Regions from separate parts of the Mus musculus genome. Here region 2 is linked to region 1. A link is a contact called in public HiChIP or PLAC-seq data. All regions are on one chromosome and are shown on one strand. Each heading gives the region's core, a stretch centred on a gene start, on an enhancer-like site or on the middle of the called end of the contact. The rest is flanking DNA. Distances are from core to core; before and after follow the strand shown.

Evidence for each region. HiChIP or PLAC-seq counts read pairs in DNA pulled down with a chosen protein or histone mark.
Region 2: a contact with region 1 is called in a FOXA1 HiChIP or PLAC-seq map of pancreatic cancer cells. The contact joins the promoter of 2810029C07Rik here to the promoter of 4921507G05Rik in region 1. A contact is called at or near these places in 2 of 39 promoter capture datasets (both in liver), 2 of 115 datasets of contacts at active chromatin or transcription factors (bone marrow-derived macrophages and pancreatic cancer cells) and 1 of 9 other capture datasets (adipose tissue).

What each region holds. Positions count from the first base shown.
Region 1 is chr12:110,836,223-110,843,789 of GRCm38.p6, reverse strand. 4921507G05Rik (RIKEN cDNA 4921507G05 gene) reads right to left here and starts at 2,761. Exons shown (of 2, transcript NR_152102.1): 1 at 2,505-2,761; 2 at 1-1,381. It overlaps Mok (MOK protein kinase), which reads left to right and starts at 2,851. Exons shown (of 12, transcript NM_011973.2): 1 at 2,851-3,044. The coding sequence starts at 3,038.
Region 2 is chr12:111,570,041-111,577,607 of GRCm38.p6, reverse strand. 2810029C07Rik (RIKEN cDNA 2810029C07 gene) reads left to right here and starts at 3,206. Exons shown (of 2, transcript NR_045295.1): 1 at 3,206-3,735; 2 at 3,868-5,291. Mark3 (MAP/microtubule affinity regulating kinase 3) reads right to left here and starts at 3,087. Exons shown (of 18, transcript NM_001370744.1): 1 at 2,507-3,087. The coding sequence starts at 2,557.

The DNA.
Region 1 (7,567 bases), core at 1,512-4,011:
TCTTAAGGGAGTGGATGTGTCTTTATACACAGCATTTTAAATAGCCCACTTTCTGATTTTTCATTTGTTCGCGTTTTTGAGCTATAGTATCATTTAGTCCAGGCTATCCTCATAGCTGAGCATGGCAATGAACCGCTCCTCTTGTTTCCATCTCCCTGAGGTTAGGAGTATAGGCATTCACTGGCAAGGCTGAATTTTATGCCGTGCTGGGGAATCGAACCCTGGGCTTCATACAAGCTAAACTACCAAATCAGCGCACCCCCAGCCGTATGTTTCCTTCTAGTAGAACTTTTTGTGTTGCCCTGTGTTCTGTTGTTTAGCTTTCTACATGAGAGTCGTTGGCCTGAGTGGATTTCGTTGAGTTCCTTTTTTTGGACGGTCAAATGCACGAGACCAGAGAGCAGCTGTGCTGTTTTTGTCTGTTTGTTGGCTCTTAGCCGGAGATGCCTTCAAGGGCTTCTTGCTACAGTCTGGGTTGGCTGTTCTCTATGCCTGCTGCCCAGCTCATCTTCCCAGCCTTCCCCATCCTGTGCTGGATCCCTCTCCCGGCAGCCCCAGGGGTTTGTCTCCCTCACTTTGGACGTCCATCATCCATGGTGACTCCTGGGAAGTGATGAGATCTCCTTTCGTGTGTGACCCCATTTTTGCCTCTGCCCCCACCACACCAATAACTGGGGAATTCTAGAAGAGAATTAGAAGCAATTGGAAGGCCACACTCCTCTTTTATGGCCAGTGAAATATTCAATGTCATGCCCCCTGTGCTTCTGTGAGTCTATCCCAAAGTTATCACATTGGGATAGACTCACATATCCCAAAGATATCACATTTGGGATAGACTCACAGAATGTGAGTCTATCCCAAAGTTATCACATAGCCTACGATTTAAGAAAGACAGTTTGCAGCAGGGGCAGTGGTGGTGTCCCCCTGCTTCTGTATCAAAAGATCTGGTGGAAAGAGTCACCTGACAGGAAAGCTGGAGTGGCAAAGGATAAAAGCATTTTCCAAAGTCTATGTAGCTGGAACTATGTAACCCAGGCTGGCCTTGAACTCGCAGAGATCGGCCTGCCTCCACCCATAGCCCCAAGCCACAGTGCTGGGACTAATAGCAGGAATGTGTGACAACCCCCTTTTCTCTGTGTCTCTTGCTTTTTCCAGACGCCTGAGTTGATTCTCCTGGCCTTCTTCACTAAGGCTCCATGACTCTAAGCTTGTCCTTCCTCTCCCCTCTGCAGCGGCTGGTGATCGAGCTCAGTCACTGAGTTCTAGCTTTTATCTTCCTCTTCACATTTTTAAATTTTGACATAGAGCTCTGGAACACACAGTCACAGGAAGGCAGAACATTTTCCATAGAGAAACCGAAGTCCTGCTTGTGAATTCTGGGCTTGGGGTGAGATGGAGAAACAGAAAACAAATAGGGAAATGAAAATAATTTAAATGTTTCACTCCCAATGTGTGCATATGAAAACTGTTAGACAAAAAAAAAAAAAGAAAGAAAAATAGACAAACAGAAGGGCTTTTCAGATGTTACTTCTATTTTTCTATTTATTTATTTGTTTATTTATTATGTATTTATTTACTTATTATATTACAGTAAGTACACTGTAGCTGTCCTCAGATACTCCAGAAGAGGGCATCAGATTTCGTTATGGATGGTTGTGAGCCACCATGTGGTTGCTGGGGTTTGAACTCAGGACCTTTGGAAGATCAGTTGGTGCTCTTAACCACTGAGTCATCTCGCCAGCCCCAGATGTTACTTCTAATTTGCTAAAACACATCAGTTGTTCCAGGGGCCAGTTTGAAACACACCCTCCATAAAATATGTACACGTTGAAACCCTTTGCGCCCAACTTCTTCTGGGCACAGAAACACAGGGAGTCAGAAGCCATGGGCTGGTGTCTGGGTTCAGTGATCCACCAGGAGGTGCCCCTGACAAAGCTCTTTATCATCTTGGGACTCCAACAACAGGATATATGGTTTCTATTGCCCAAGTCAGCAAAAACACTTCTCCCATCTGCCTGTTTAACTGGGTCAAAGGGTAAAGTTTGTCCTGAATCCTCAATGCTTAAAATCAGGCTTGCCCCTAGACAGATAAGAATGATACAGAGGTGACAGGTGCTGATTCCCCTGGCTTTTGGACAAACATTTATTAAGCACTTGCAGTGTGACAGACCCTGTCAAGCCTTAGGCAAAAGCCCCTAGGAATTGGGTGGGGCACCAGGGACATCTCATTTAGTCTTCACTGCGACCACTTGGGTAAGGATTTTTCTTTTTCTTTCTTTCTTTATTGAATTTAAATGCAGTTTATTTTTAGACAACCCACATGACTTTTTTTTCCCCTTTTTTTCTTTTTGAATTTAAATGCATGGGGTGAGAATTTTTCAACCTCACTTTACAGTAACAAGAATTTAGGGATCTCGTCTAGGTCGCTTTTCATTATATCTCCAATGCGTGCAACACTACTTTTAGCAAAGTAAATGTTTGTTGAATTAAGCAGTAAAACTTACAAATTACACAGCAGTAGCTATCAGGCTGCTTTGATGCTCAACTGTAGGTGTTGTCAAGAACAGGCTCCAACTAGTGTTACAGGCAGTTAAAGCTCAAGGAAATTGTTCTCGTCTGGTTCAACATCGTTACATTCTCGGGAGAGCTGGGAAGAGTCAGTCCCACCAAGGTCGCCTACTCACTAGGTAAGAAATTATACTTAAATTTAAAGCGGCGAGAGGTTGCGTAGCGACCGAACCGAGGCGGCAGGCTGCACCGCGCATGCGTGAACGGGCCAGCGGTTTTTAAACCCTCTCCTTTGCGCATGCGTATACGCATGTCTCCGGAACGCCCCTCCCTCCTAAGGGTCTGGCGGTTGCTAAGGCGACAGGAATACAATATGGCGGCCGGATCCTAACGCTCCCCAGCCAGGGACCACCGCGAAGGTCCTCGAGCCGGAAGCCACCTCTGGAAGGGAGAAGGCCGGTACCACAGTCTCCTCTTTTCTTTTCGGTCCGGGGCCGTCCAGGGGCTGACGGCGTCATCCGCGTTCAGGATGAAGAGTGAGTGGGGCCGGAGAAGGGCTGAGGGTCCCCGGGGCCTGCGGGGCGGCGCCGCAGGTACCCGGGGCTAGGCAGCGGGTTCTGCTGGAGTTTGAGGAGTTGTGTCATTTCGTTCATTCACTCGCTCATTCGTTCGTTCGTTCGTTCGTTCGTTTGTCGGATCGCATCTGAAATCTCAAGACATTGGCCGTCGGCTCTGAGCGCTCACACGGTGGCTCCCCGCCCCTGCGGGACGGCGGCTTAAACCGCGTTCGAGAGGGACGCTGGGCCGCCTATCTTACTTTCTGAGTTAAACAGTTGTGGTTCTGAAAGCATCCTTTTAGCGGAATGTAAAACGGTTGCTTAGAAGTTGGGAGATGAGGCAGTCTTTCTAGAAAATAGAAGGACTGGAAAACTGGACTTAGTGCCGGGTTTGTGGGTAACCTGGAGTCCAAATGCGACTAGACAAGTCGGTTTTGTTGGGACCGCTGTTTGATTTTCATAGATATACGGTTATGATTGCCTGTGATAGTGTAGCCAGAAGTGTAGTCTCTTACCGTGATTAGATTGTGTTCTCTGTAGTTACAATATCAAATTGACACTACATTTTAATTGCAGTGCAGTAATTTCTATGTACCATAAATGACATAACATTTAAAAAATAAGTCATCTCATTCACCCTTCAGTCTTGTGTCACTGTGTCACTCCCTTTAAGGAAGATTAATGTGGTCTTGAGGGGAGTGACGGGCGCATTCATTCCCCTCACTTAGAGGCAGAGGCAGTTGAATTTCCATGAGTTTGAGGCCAGCCTGATCAGTATAACAAATTTCAGGATAGCCAAGCCTACTAGACAGAAACTGTCTCAAAAAAAAAACAAAAAAAAACAAAAACAAAATCTGATGCAGTAGCATGCACCTGCAATCCCAGCATGCCTATGGTGAGATGGGAGCAGAGATAAGAGATTCCCAAAGAGCTCGAAGTTCAGGCATATGCAGTGCTAAACACCACAGACACTACTACAGGTGTTCCTCTCACCCCAGCTATGGTATCTTCTCTCTCCCTCCACACCCTTCTCTCTAGTATTCTCTCTCTCACCACAGATCCTATAGACACACTTAAAGAGGAGAAAAACAAAAACAAAAAAAAATTTAAGAAAAGTTAAAAAATAGACACATCATAAAATGCAAATTATATATGCAAAATATTAATTTAAAAAAATTTAAGTTTTATATATATATATATATATATATATATATATATATAGAGAGAGAGAGAGAGAGAGAGAGAGAGAGAGACAAGGCTAGCCTCAAACTCAGAAATCTGCCTGCCCCTGCATCCCAAGTGCTGGGATTAAATGCATGCGCCACCACCGCCCGGCTCATTTTGGTTTTTCAAGACAGGGTTTCCCTTTGTAGCCAAAGCTACCCTAGAACTAGCTCTGTGGACCAGGCTGGCCTAGAATTCAGAGATTAGCCTGTTTCTGCCTCTCAAGTGCTGGAATTAAAGGCGTGCACCATCACCACCCTAGGCCTCCAGAAAGTGGATTGTGGCCAAAGTTTTGGTAACACCCAGGTTTAGCCAGTTTTCCTGTCCTCCTCCTTTGCCTTGTAAGTCATTTGCATAGTGAGTGGCAAGGTGTCCCAGGGTAAAGTTAAGAGCATCCGCTCTGGAGGTGGAGGACATTGCAGCCAGGCACGGAGCTAGGCAGACCCACAGCCTCAGGAGTCCCTGCCGCCTCTCAGCCCCCTCAGCTCTCATCCTTAAACAGGTGTAGTGACAGCAATCTCCAGGGAAGATGCTGAGGATGCTGAGGGGTCAGGTAAGACGGTGTGTGTGTGTGTGTGTGTGTGTGTGTGTGTGTGTAAGACACCACTGTGTCTGGCATGCAGACTGGGAGTGAGTGCCTGGCTGGCCCAGTGGATGGAAGACATCGACTCGAGAGAGAAGATGAGCTTGACCAATCCTTACTTGAAGACATTTGTCCTTACTGGATCTAATTAGAGTCCTTACTTTTTCCTCTCTAGACTGTTTTTTGGTTTGGTTTGGTTTTTGGTTCTTTGAGACAGGCTTTCTCTGTGTAGCCCCAGTTGCCTTGGAACTCACTCTGTAGACTAGGCTGGCCTTGAACTCACAAGAGATCCGACTGTCTCTGCTCCCAAATGCTGGCAGTAAAGGTGTGTGCCACCACTGCCTGGCCTGTCTGATTTTTTTTTTTTTAAGATTTATTTATTTTATGCATGTAAGTACACTGTAGCTGTCTTCACATACACCAGAAGAGGGCATCAGATCTCATTACAGATGGTTGTGAGCCACCATCTGGTTGCTGGGATTTGAGCTCAGGACCTCTGGAAGAGCAGTCAGTGCTCTTAACCACTGAGCCATGTCTCCAGCCCCTATGTAAATGTTTTAATGGATTATTTAATCATACCTACAAAAACAAAAGCAAAATTATACATCCTAATACATGCTTTGCCATGCTATCAGAGGTTTTTTTTTTTTAAATATTTATTTATTTATTATATGTAAGTACACTGTAGCTGTCTTCAGATACTCCAGAAGAGGGCATCAGATTTCGTTACGGAAGGTTGTGAGCTTCCATGTGGTTGCTGGGATTTGAACTTGGGACCTCCGGAATAGCAGTTGGCGCTCTTAACCACTGAGCCATCTCGCCAGCCCCCAAGGTTTTTTTTTTTTTTTTTTTTAAGAAGAGAACAAGTTTAGTCAGTGTGCTCCGAAAAGAGCATCTGGAGCAGCCATGGACCTGTTTAGCATTCTCGCAGTGTGTGGGTTTTCTGTGTGTGCACACACTTGGAATATACATTTTCATGTATACTCTGCAGGTTTGCCAGTGCCACGGATCTCTAGTCAGTTGCCTGGGCTAGTGGATGTGGTATAGATGTAAATGGCTGTAGGGTTTTGAATAATTTTGTGTCTTTTTTTTTCCCCACCATGTTTGGTAATTCAGGTCGTTGTTGCTCAATACAGAAAATAATTAGTATGGTACCGCCCTCTTTGTTGAAAGTCCTGGTCTGGTTTTAGTAGTGTGGTTTGAAACACTTAATCTCCCAAAGAGACTCAAATGGATGGAGTTCCTTTTTTCTGCAAATTCTAGCTGTACTAACGGTTAACACCCTCCAGCCCTTCTTACCCCACAGTGGAGCTGGGTTGTACTGAGGGCACGACCTGCCCTACAACTTGGGAAAGACAGTGTTCACACTTGCACACCACAGGTCCCACAAAAGCAAATTTTACCTCTGCTTTTCAAGTGCTAATAGGTTCCTATTCCACAGACCCAGATTTGATTAAACAAGAATGACAAGAATTTTAATTGATGCAAATGGATTCCTCTGTTTTCCATGGTCCACCTTCTCTGTCCTTGACGCTTGTGTTTTTCCCTGGGTGGTTGATTATTCCTGTTAGTGTGGGGTGGGACATGTGTTACCCATAGCTCAGCTCTGGTCCCCCTCCCTAGCCCTGCCTGGGGCTTTCTGGGTAGCTGTGAAGTGTGTGACCCAGCAGGGTCCCCTGAGAGAAAGCTGCTTCTCCTGGGTGGTTTTCCTAGGGCTGCAGCTGCTTTTTCTCCTCAGACCTCGGACCTCTCGTTCTTGTTTGATACCCCAGACATTATGGCTGCCAGCAGAGCCAGGGAGAAACAAATGAGCCTTTATCTGCCTGCCCCAGCCATGGGTAGGGGATCCAGTTCACTTTGTTGCTGGGTCAGTGGTCCAGAGCCAGCGAGGCGCTGCCTCACTCTGAGTTTGTGTATTTAACTATCTTAAAGTTCACAGTCGACTTTTTTTTCTTCTTCTCATGTTCAAAGCAAGCCTGCTTACCTTACTTGTGATGAAATGCACTTTTGGAATTTATTGTGTCAGGTTTGCCCTCCTCTTGAAGCTAAGTGCGCCACAGCTGCCTGTGGACGGCCTTTGTACACTGATCTCATCTTTAAGAATGTTCTTTCTGAGTTTCTCTTCTGTTGGTGCTAAGCGCTAAGCCAGGAGATTCCTTAAAGGTCTTGAAATACCCATCTTTACATACAGTTGAGATAAATTCATACATTGTGAACATTAAACAATATAGAGAAGGTTAAGGAACAACATTAAGCTTGCCTTTATTCCTACATAGATACAAATGTAAAACATTAGGTTTGCATTCAGTTTCCTCCTGTGCACACGTGTGTGTTCTTCTATGCACAGATATATGTGTTCCTTCTGTGCACATGTGAGTGTGTGCATTGCTATTCTTTTATTTCACTTGGCACCAGGTCTGCACATTTTCCTATATTTCTAATTATTAGTTGAAAGTACAGTTAGCAAAATGTTTCATAATATCTCCTTAATATTAGGGGATGATCTTGAAATAAGTTTCTAGTTTAGTCTTGCTATTGTGACATGTGACAGTTGTATTTGTCTCTAAATGTTCATCTGCAGAGATGTCTCCTGGGAGTGAAAAACAGTAATTGTGGAAGTATAGACTCTTTCCAGAGCCTTTCTCCTACCTGTGCAAGTACTGTGTGATAACTGGAATGTTCAAGCAGAAATGAG
Region 2 (7,567 bases), core at 1,957-4,456, 730 kb before region 1:
CCAGCACTTAGAAGGCAGAGGCAGGCAGACCTCTAAATTTGAGGCCAACCAGGTCTACAGAGTGAGTTCCAGGACAGCCAGATATACACAGAGAAATCCTATCTTCAAAACAAAAAGCGCGGGACGTGGTGGCGCATACCTTTAATCCCAGCACTCGGGAGGCAGAGGCAGGTGGATTTCTGAGTTCGAGGCCAGCCTGGTCTACAAAGTGAGTTCCAGGACAGCCAAGGCTATATAGAGAAATCCTGTCTCAAAAAACCAAACCCAAAAAAACCAAAAAAACAAAACAAAAACAAAAAGCATATGCCGGGCGGTGGTGACACACGCCTTTAATCCCAGCACTTGGGAGGCAGAGGCAGATGGATTTCTGAGTTCGAGGCCAGCCTGGTCTACAAAGTGAGTTCCAGGACAGCCAGGACTATATAGAGAAACCCTGCCTGGAAAAACCAAAAAAAGAAAGAAGAAAGGAAAGGAAGGAAGGAAGAGAAAAGAAGAGAAAAGGAAAAAGAAAAAGAATAAGGCATCCTTCACATCCTAAAGTTTTCTCTCTATCACTGAGGCACATTTCTAGCCCTTAGGTTGTTTTTAAAAACAAAGGTAGCAATTCTACCACATACAAAATCACAAAACAACTTAACAAATTGACAAAGAACATGGGAAGAATGAGCCACTTCAGTCTAAAATAATCACAAATAACTACCTAAAACCATGCATTCCAGACTAAAAATAGACTACTTCTCCTTGAGTCCTCCCACCCCCATGAAATATACTGTTAAAGCCAGGCAGGGTGGAGCATGCCTTTAAACCCCAGCACTTCAGAGGCAGAGGCAGGCAGGTCACTAGTCTACATAGAGAATTCCAGGATAGCCAGAGCTACACAGTGACATGGCAGATTAGATAGATAGATAGATAGATAGATAGATAGATAGATAGATAGATAGATAGATAGACAGACAGACAGACAGACAGACATGGCAGATTAGATAGACAGACAGATGATAGTATAGAAATTTAAAGAAGACTAAAATGGTGTCTTTCATTATCATAAACCTGTTTCTTCAATTTAGAAAGCATAAGTTCTAGTTCTACCTAAAGTTTTGATTTCAATGATCAAAGCCAATCAACTGATTTACTTGCTTCATTTTTTAGGGTAGCCAAAGAATATGATGATCAATCAGGTCAAAGATAAGTTTCTTCAAAAGAACATAAAGAGGAAAGGTCTCAGGTGGATGTGTCTGTATCCTCTGCTGTGGGGAAACTGAGGCAGAGGCTCCCTTAGACAGCCCAAGCAACACAGCAAGAACTGTGGAACAAAGAAGTGAGGAAGAGAAAAAAAAGAGAAAGAAGGGGAGAAGGGTGAGGAAGGAAGAGGAGGGAAAAGGTCTAGTCTAAGCTCTCCCAGTTAGGAAATCTTCTATCTATCTCAGGGGGAAGAACATATACAACTGTATAGTAACACACCACAGAGATGACTTAGACCAAATAGATTAAATTACCTAATAGCTATCAAGCACAAGTGTCATTTTGAAGATTAAAATGAAGGCATTTGATACCACTAGGTCACCATGTCTAAGGATGGTTTTCAAAGCATGAAAACACCCGAAGCATGAAAGCTTTTCCAAAGAGACTGCATTTTCTTGCCAGCAGTTACCTCATAGCTCCGCATAATGAAAGGCCAGTGAAGTTTCTTTACAAGTTATTTACTAAATGCTTTACAGAGGACAAAGCTAGGCTGGAACACTTTGGAATCCGATGCGGAAGAAGAGTTCAAAAAACACTTGGGCAGGTCAAACATTTCTTCAGTAGAACTTCTACTACACGTTTGTCACTCCCTAGCAATGCTGCTCCAGGCTGTGGTTTGGTTTGGTTCTGCAGGTCCTTTCCAACAAAATCCTTTTACATAGATTTGCTGGGTGTGCACACTGGACCGGGCCTGAGAGCTACTCCAAGCCAACCTTTTGCAGCGGAAGGAAAAGGCAACCCAGTGGGTGTCCCTCGGCCGGGCAGCAGAACAGAGCAGAGCTTCACATCTGCTTCTCAAAACACTCAGCCCGCTGCTTCCGAACAGATTTAGCTTTGCCAAGGACGGGAAGCTACTCCTTGATAAAGGCAGCGGCTCTGGAGCAGAGAACTACTCTTGTGAGTGCGGGAACTACGGGGGCCCACAAGGATCTCTCCACGGGGCACTTAGTTTTGGCAGTTGTCATTAAACTTAGTCCCCTTTTAAAGGGCGCTCCGCTCGACCCGATTGGATCCTATTAATCTGCACCTAGGTCTGACTGGCAGGCTCAGACCCTGCCCGACGTTAAGAGGAGAGTTGTGTTCAACCGCGCACTGGCCGCAGCAGCGCACGGACGGGTAATGCTCAGCCGACCGTAAGGACAGCGCGCAGGCCGCACGCGCGCCGCAGGACAGGGCTGCGCCTTGACCCCTGCCTGGAGCATCTGGGCTGGATCCCCCTGCTACCACCCTGAGGGTCTGCCACCCTGCAGCGCAGTCCACTCACGTTTTCAGTGTCTCGTTCATTCACCGTTGGCAAAGGGGTCCTAGTGGACATCTTATTGCGCTTTGATTCCGCACAACGCCAAGGCGAAAACAAAACCGCCCAGCTTTGGGCGGCCGGCGAGCAGCGGCCGCGAGCCTCCGGGCCCTGCCCTCCCTGGCCGGAGTCTAGATCTCCGGCCTGGCCCGGGCCGTGCGCCCGCGGGCCCCGGGGCTCATTCTCCCCCAGCGCCGGCGGCCGCACTGGAAGCGGGCCGGCTGGCCGCCGCCGCAAGCCTCAGGGCACCTCACGGGCCTCGCGGGCCCCGCGCCTCCTCGCCGCTCGCAGCCGCAGCGCCGCGGAGCTCAGCCCCGGGGGCTCGACACGGCGCGGCCGGCAGCCCCTGAAGAGGCAGCAGCGCAGGAGGATGGAGCGGAGATGGAGCGCAAGACAGGCCGCCGCGGCCTGCAGGCGCCGACCATGGAGGGAGCCGCGGAGGAGGCGCCCACGCCCGGCTGCTTTCCCTTCTCCGGCTCGCTTTCCGCCCGGCCTCGCCCTGCCGGCTGCCACCGCCGCTCCCGGCACCTCAGGAGCCTTACAGACTCAAGATGGCCGCGCCTCGGCTTCCTCCGCTGCCTCCGGCTGCCGGAAGTGACGCTACGGCCGCCTGGAGTTCCGCCAATCAGCGCGGTCGGAGCTAGCTGCCGGCTGCTGTTGCTAGGGGCGACTCGTCCTGTTGGGTCTGAGGGGGTGGTGCCGTCGGAAAGGTCTTGCTTGGTCTCCTCTCTAGCGGGCGGAGAGTTCCAATGGTCCAGATTGCCTGGGCATCCCTGACCCCTCCGGACCACTTCCCTAGAGGGCATCCTGTGCCCGACTGCTGGGCTGGCATTTGCAGAGTACAGATCTAGGCTGTCTGGATTATACTACACATGAAGAGCCTACTGTTTGCAAAAATTGACTTTTCTTTCCCGCGGCCACGCTGCAAAGGATGGAGCTCCAGCAGCGAAGCAGCAGTCACTGGTCTAGCTGAAGAGGAAGGAGCCAGGCTCCTGCTTCGTAACCGAGGCATCTAGCATCCAGCCAAAGAACTTTTTTGCCTCTGACTAAGGAGCCACTGGTTATCGGAGCCGGCTCAATTGAATACCCATTCGGATGAAAGAGTGAAGTATAAAATAACAAGGTAGCACAAAAAGCTGGGAAGAGGGACTCGATGAGATCACGTAGACGCCCCCAGGATCAGATCCTAAATGCCGGTAGGGGCTTATATAATCAATATTTCTCTGTCTCTTCCTCTCCCTTTCGTTCTCTCACTCCCTCTATCCCTCACTTTTCCCCTCTGTCCCTTTCTCCTTCCTCCTCTCTCGCCTCTCCCTCTCTTACTTCAGTCTTCTGAAGAGCGATATTGCTACAGGCTTGGACCAGGGAGTGACCTGCAGGTGGAACTCTGAATATGCTGCCTCTTCTAGAAGGCCTGCTCAGCGTGTCACCTCTTTATGTCTTCTAAGGAGAGAATCCATTGGTAGAGGAGGGAGGGCTATGTGAGCCGGGGTAAGACAAACTGTTACTAATAGTCCACCTTGTGCCGGTTATTCATTAAGCCTCAGTGTAGCCGCATAAGATGCTCAGGCACAGCACGTGACCTAAAGTCTGGGTAAGTTGGTTACTTTACCCAGGCCATCGGTGGTGTTGGTTATAGAAGGATCTGAACCCCATTCCTACAGCTTTAGAAATGGCTAAACTTGTGAGTGACTAAACTTTGCTTTCTTTCCTTCTTATGTTTTGTTTGCTTGCTTTGGTTCTGCCCCCCCAACACCCCGATATCCTGGTGTATCCTGCTTTGTGAAACAACAGATCTTCAAACACCAGCATCACATCCAGAGAGGCCAGAGGGTCCCAAGACAAAACAAGCCGGGGCCAAGACGCACTCAGAGCTCCTATCTCACCCTCTTAGGGGTGTGCTCGGGGCACCAGATGGGTTATTAAATGTTATTCTCTTTCTCCCTTTTTGGTTAAGCAGAGGACTGCAGAGGAAAGCCTCTGAATCAAATGTTTGCTCCACACAGTTCAACTGAAATGTAGGTTGTGATGAGTGGACACGTGCTCCACAGCTAAGAGACCAACCGAGGGCATCCTATCCCACTCGTGGGTCTAAGGGGAGACTTACAGAAGGCATACTTACTCTGAAGATGGAATGATAGCTGAAGAGACAGAGTGATGCCTAGGGCCTGTCAGACACCCAGTTTAGCCTAATACAGAAAAGCACGGAGGTGAGAAACAACAGGGTGAATCCAAGGAAATTCAACAGGAGCATGTGAGAGGCAGGAGCCAGGGAGAGTTAGACATGGCCCGAAACAAGTTCTCCCCTCCACCCTGAGGAATTCTGGTGCTTCAGCACTGGCTCCTGAAGAATTGGGGAAACTTCCCAGAAGGTTGTCAGCCTCTCTCCGGCAGGAGCTTTACAGAGGTCTGTGGACACTTCAGAGCACCCACACGGGCCAGAGAAGTAACTGGTCACGAGGCTTCCCCCAGGGGGACTTCCTCACTCAAGCGACACATTAAACTCTGAGTCAATGAATGCCAGAGGTTAGGGGTAAAGATGACAGCACTTCACCTCAAGCTACCTCCTAGTTTTCATAAAGTTTGGAATTGAAGCTGACGAGATGTAGACTCACCGTAAAGAGCTGGAAGCAGCAAGCATATCTGTGGCCCATGAAAAGGGAGAGGGGGACCAGGAGGGCATGGGCTGGAGAAGGACGAGGTTGTGTCCAGAGGAATGGAGCAATTAAACTTTAAACTATTCTTTTCATAATTCTTGTTTCTGGCTTGATTTCCCGCCCCCTTATTATTATTTTTTTAGACAGTCTTGCAGCGTAGCTCAGGCTCAAGCCAATTCTCTCCCCCACCGGCCCTTTATTATTTATTTTTAGACAGTCTTGCTGCGCAGCTCAGGCTGGCCTTCAGTTCCTACCCTGCCTCAGCCTTCCTGAGGCCGAAAGTGCAAGTGTACACCCCGCATGCCCAGTCTGTTTCCTGTCCTCCTACTGAAGCAGTTCCTACCTTGAGCATCGTAACAACAAACCCACTGCAAGTCAGAAATGCACCCAGGGCTGGGGAGATGGCTCAGCGGTTAAAGGTCTCGGTGCTCAAGCAAAAGATTGGATCTCCCAAATCCACGTAAACTCCAGGTGGGCACAGCAGCTCGCTTGTGTCCCAGCGGTTGAAAGACAGGGTCTCTCCTTGCTCTGGAGCTCCCCACAGATTGGCTGGCTGTGCAGCCGGCCCCAGAGATCTTGCGCTCTCTGCTTCTTCAGCCCTAGGGTTACAAGCATGTACCACCACACCTGTCTTCTTTATCTGGGCTCCGAGCATAAGGCTCAGGTCCCTGTAGTTGCATGGCGAGCACTTCACATTCTGAATCTCCCTCTAGCACATGAAAGGCAGAGGCAGGAAGATCCATGAGTTCGAGGCCAATCTAGTGTAGAGAGTTCCAGTCCTGCCAAGATGACATAGAAAAAAAGACAGGGTGCAGGAGAGATGGCTCAGCAGTAACAAGTACTTGCTGCTCTTGTAGAGGACCTTTGTCCAGTTCCCTGCACCCTTACGACAGCTCACAACTTTCTGAAACTCCAGTTCCAGGGGATCCAGCGACCTCTTCTGGCCCTTAGGTACAAGGCATGCTCCCATATACACACATAGTCAAAACACACTTGAATAGTATTTACATTTTAATTAGGTTTTATTTATTTGTTTGCTTGTTTTGTTTTGTTTTCAAAACAGGGTTACTCTGTGTATCAGTGGCTGCCCTGGAACTCACTCTGTAGACCAGGATAGCCTTAAACTCAGAGATTCACCTGCCTCTGTCTCCAGAGGGTTAGGACTGAAGGCGTGCACCACCACTGCCTGGGCAAAACAATTTTTTAAAATGACATGTTGGAAGAATTTAACTACAGCTGGTAGCATTAGCAACAATCGCCAAGTTATGCATGCTCCACAATACTACAATTCTATGCAAAATATTTACCTGAAGATAGGCTGGCAAAGTGGCTCATCTGATGCGGGTGCTTGCCACCAAGCCCGTTGACCTGAGTCCAATCCCTAGGACCCAATGGAGAATAGCAGTGAGTCCTGCAGGTTTCCCTCTGATTTCTACACCTGCCTTGGTACGTGTGTGTGACCATACACACACAAATGAATAAATTTAAAATTCTTAGTTATTGGGGTTTTTTTGTTTTTGTTTTTGTTTTTGTTTTTTGTCTTTCGAGACAGGGTTTCTTTGTCCTGGCTGTCCTGGAACTCACTTTGTAGACTAGGCTGGCCTCGAACTCAGAAATCCACCTGCCTCTGCCTCCCAAGTGCTGGGATTAAAGTCATGTGCCACCACACCCTGGCCTTAGTTATTGTTTTGAGATAGTGTCTTAACTATATTGCCCTAGCTGGCCTGGAACTTGCTATGTAGACCAGACCAGATGGCCTCATATTCAGAGATCAGCCTGCCTCTGCCAGTAGTGAGAATTTTGGTTTCTTTAAAAACCCAGTTATGGCCGGGTGTGGTGGCGCACGCCTTTAATCACAGCACTTGGGAGGCAGAGGCAGGCGGATTTCTGAGTTCGAGGCCAGCCTGGTCTACAAAGTGAGTTCCAGGACAGCCAGGGCTATACAGAGAAACCCTGTCTCGAAAAACCAAAAAAAAAAAAAAACAGTTATGATATGTGAATGTTTTTTGCTTTAATCCCAGGTATGGGATAAGAGGCTACCTCATAGCAGGTGATTATGGTTTGCCTCGTGCACTAGCAGGGGTGAGATCCTTGCCAGCTTCAGATAGTTGAACTCTGGGGATTCTGAAGAGGAGATAAATGGAAGCTCCCCAAGAGGGCCAAGGAGGCTGCTGCTCCCCTTGCCGCTCCTGGTGCGGTTTGTCAAGTGTTCATGAGCAGAGAGACGAGGGGTTGGAGATATCCTGACGGCAAAGACTGGACAGTCCCAGGGAACCCAATGCCCCTAATCATCGGGAAGCAGTCTATTTTGTTGGCTGAAAGAGGCCATGACCCCGTCCCCCGTAACCTTTCTCTCCTACCTAGTGTTGTG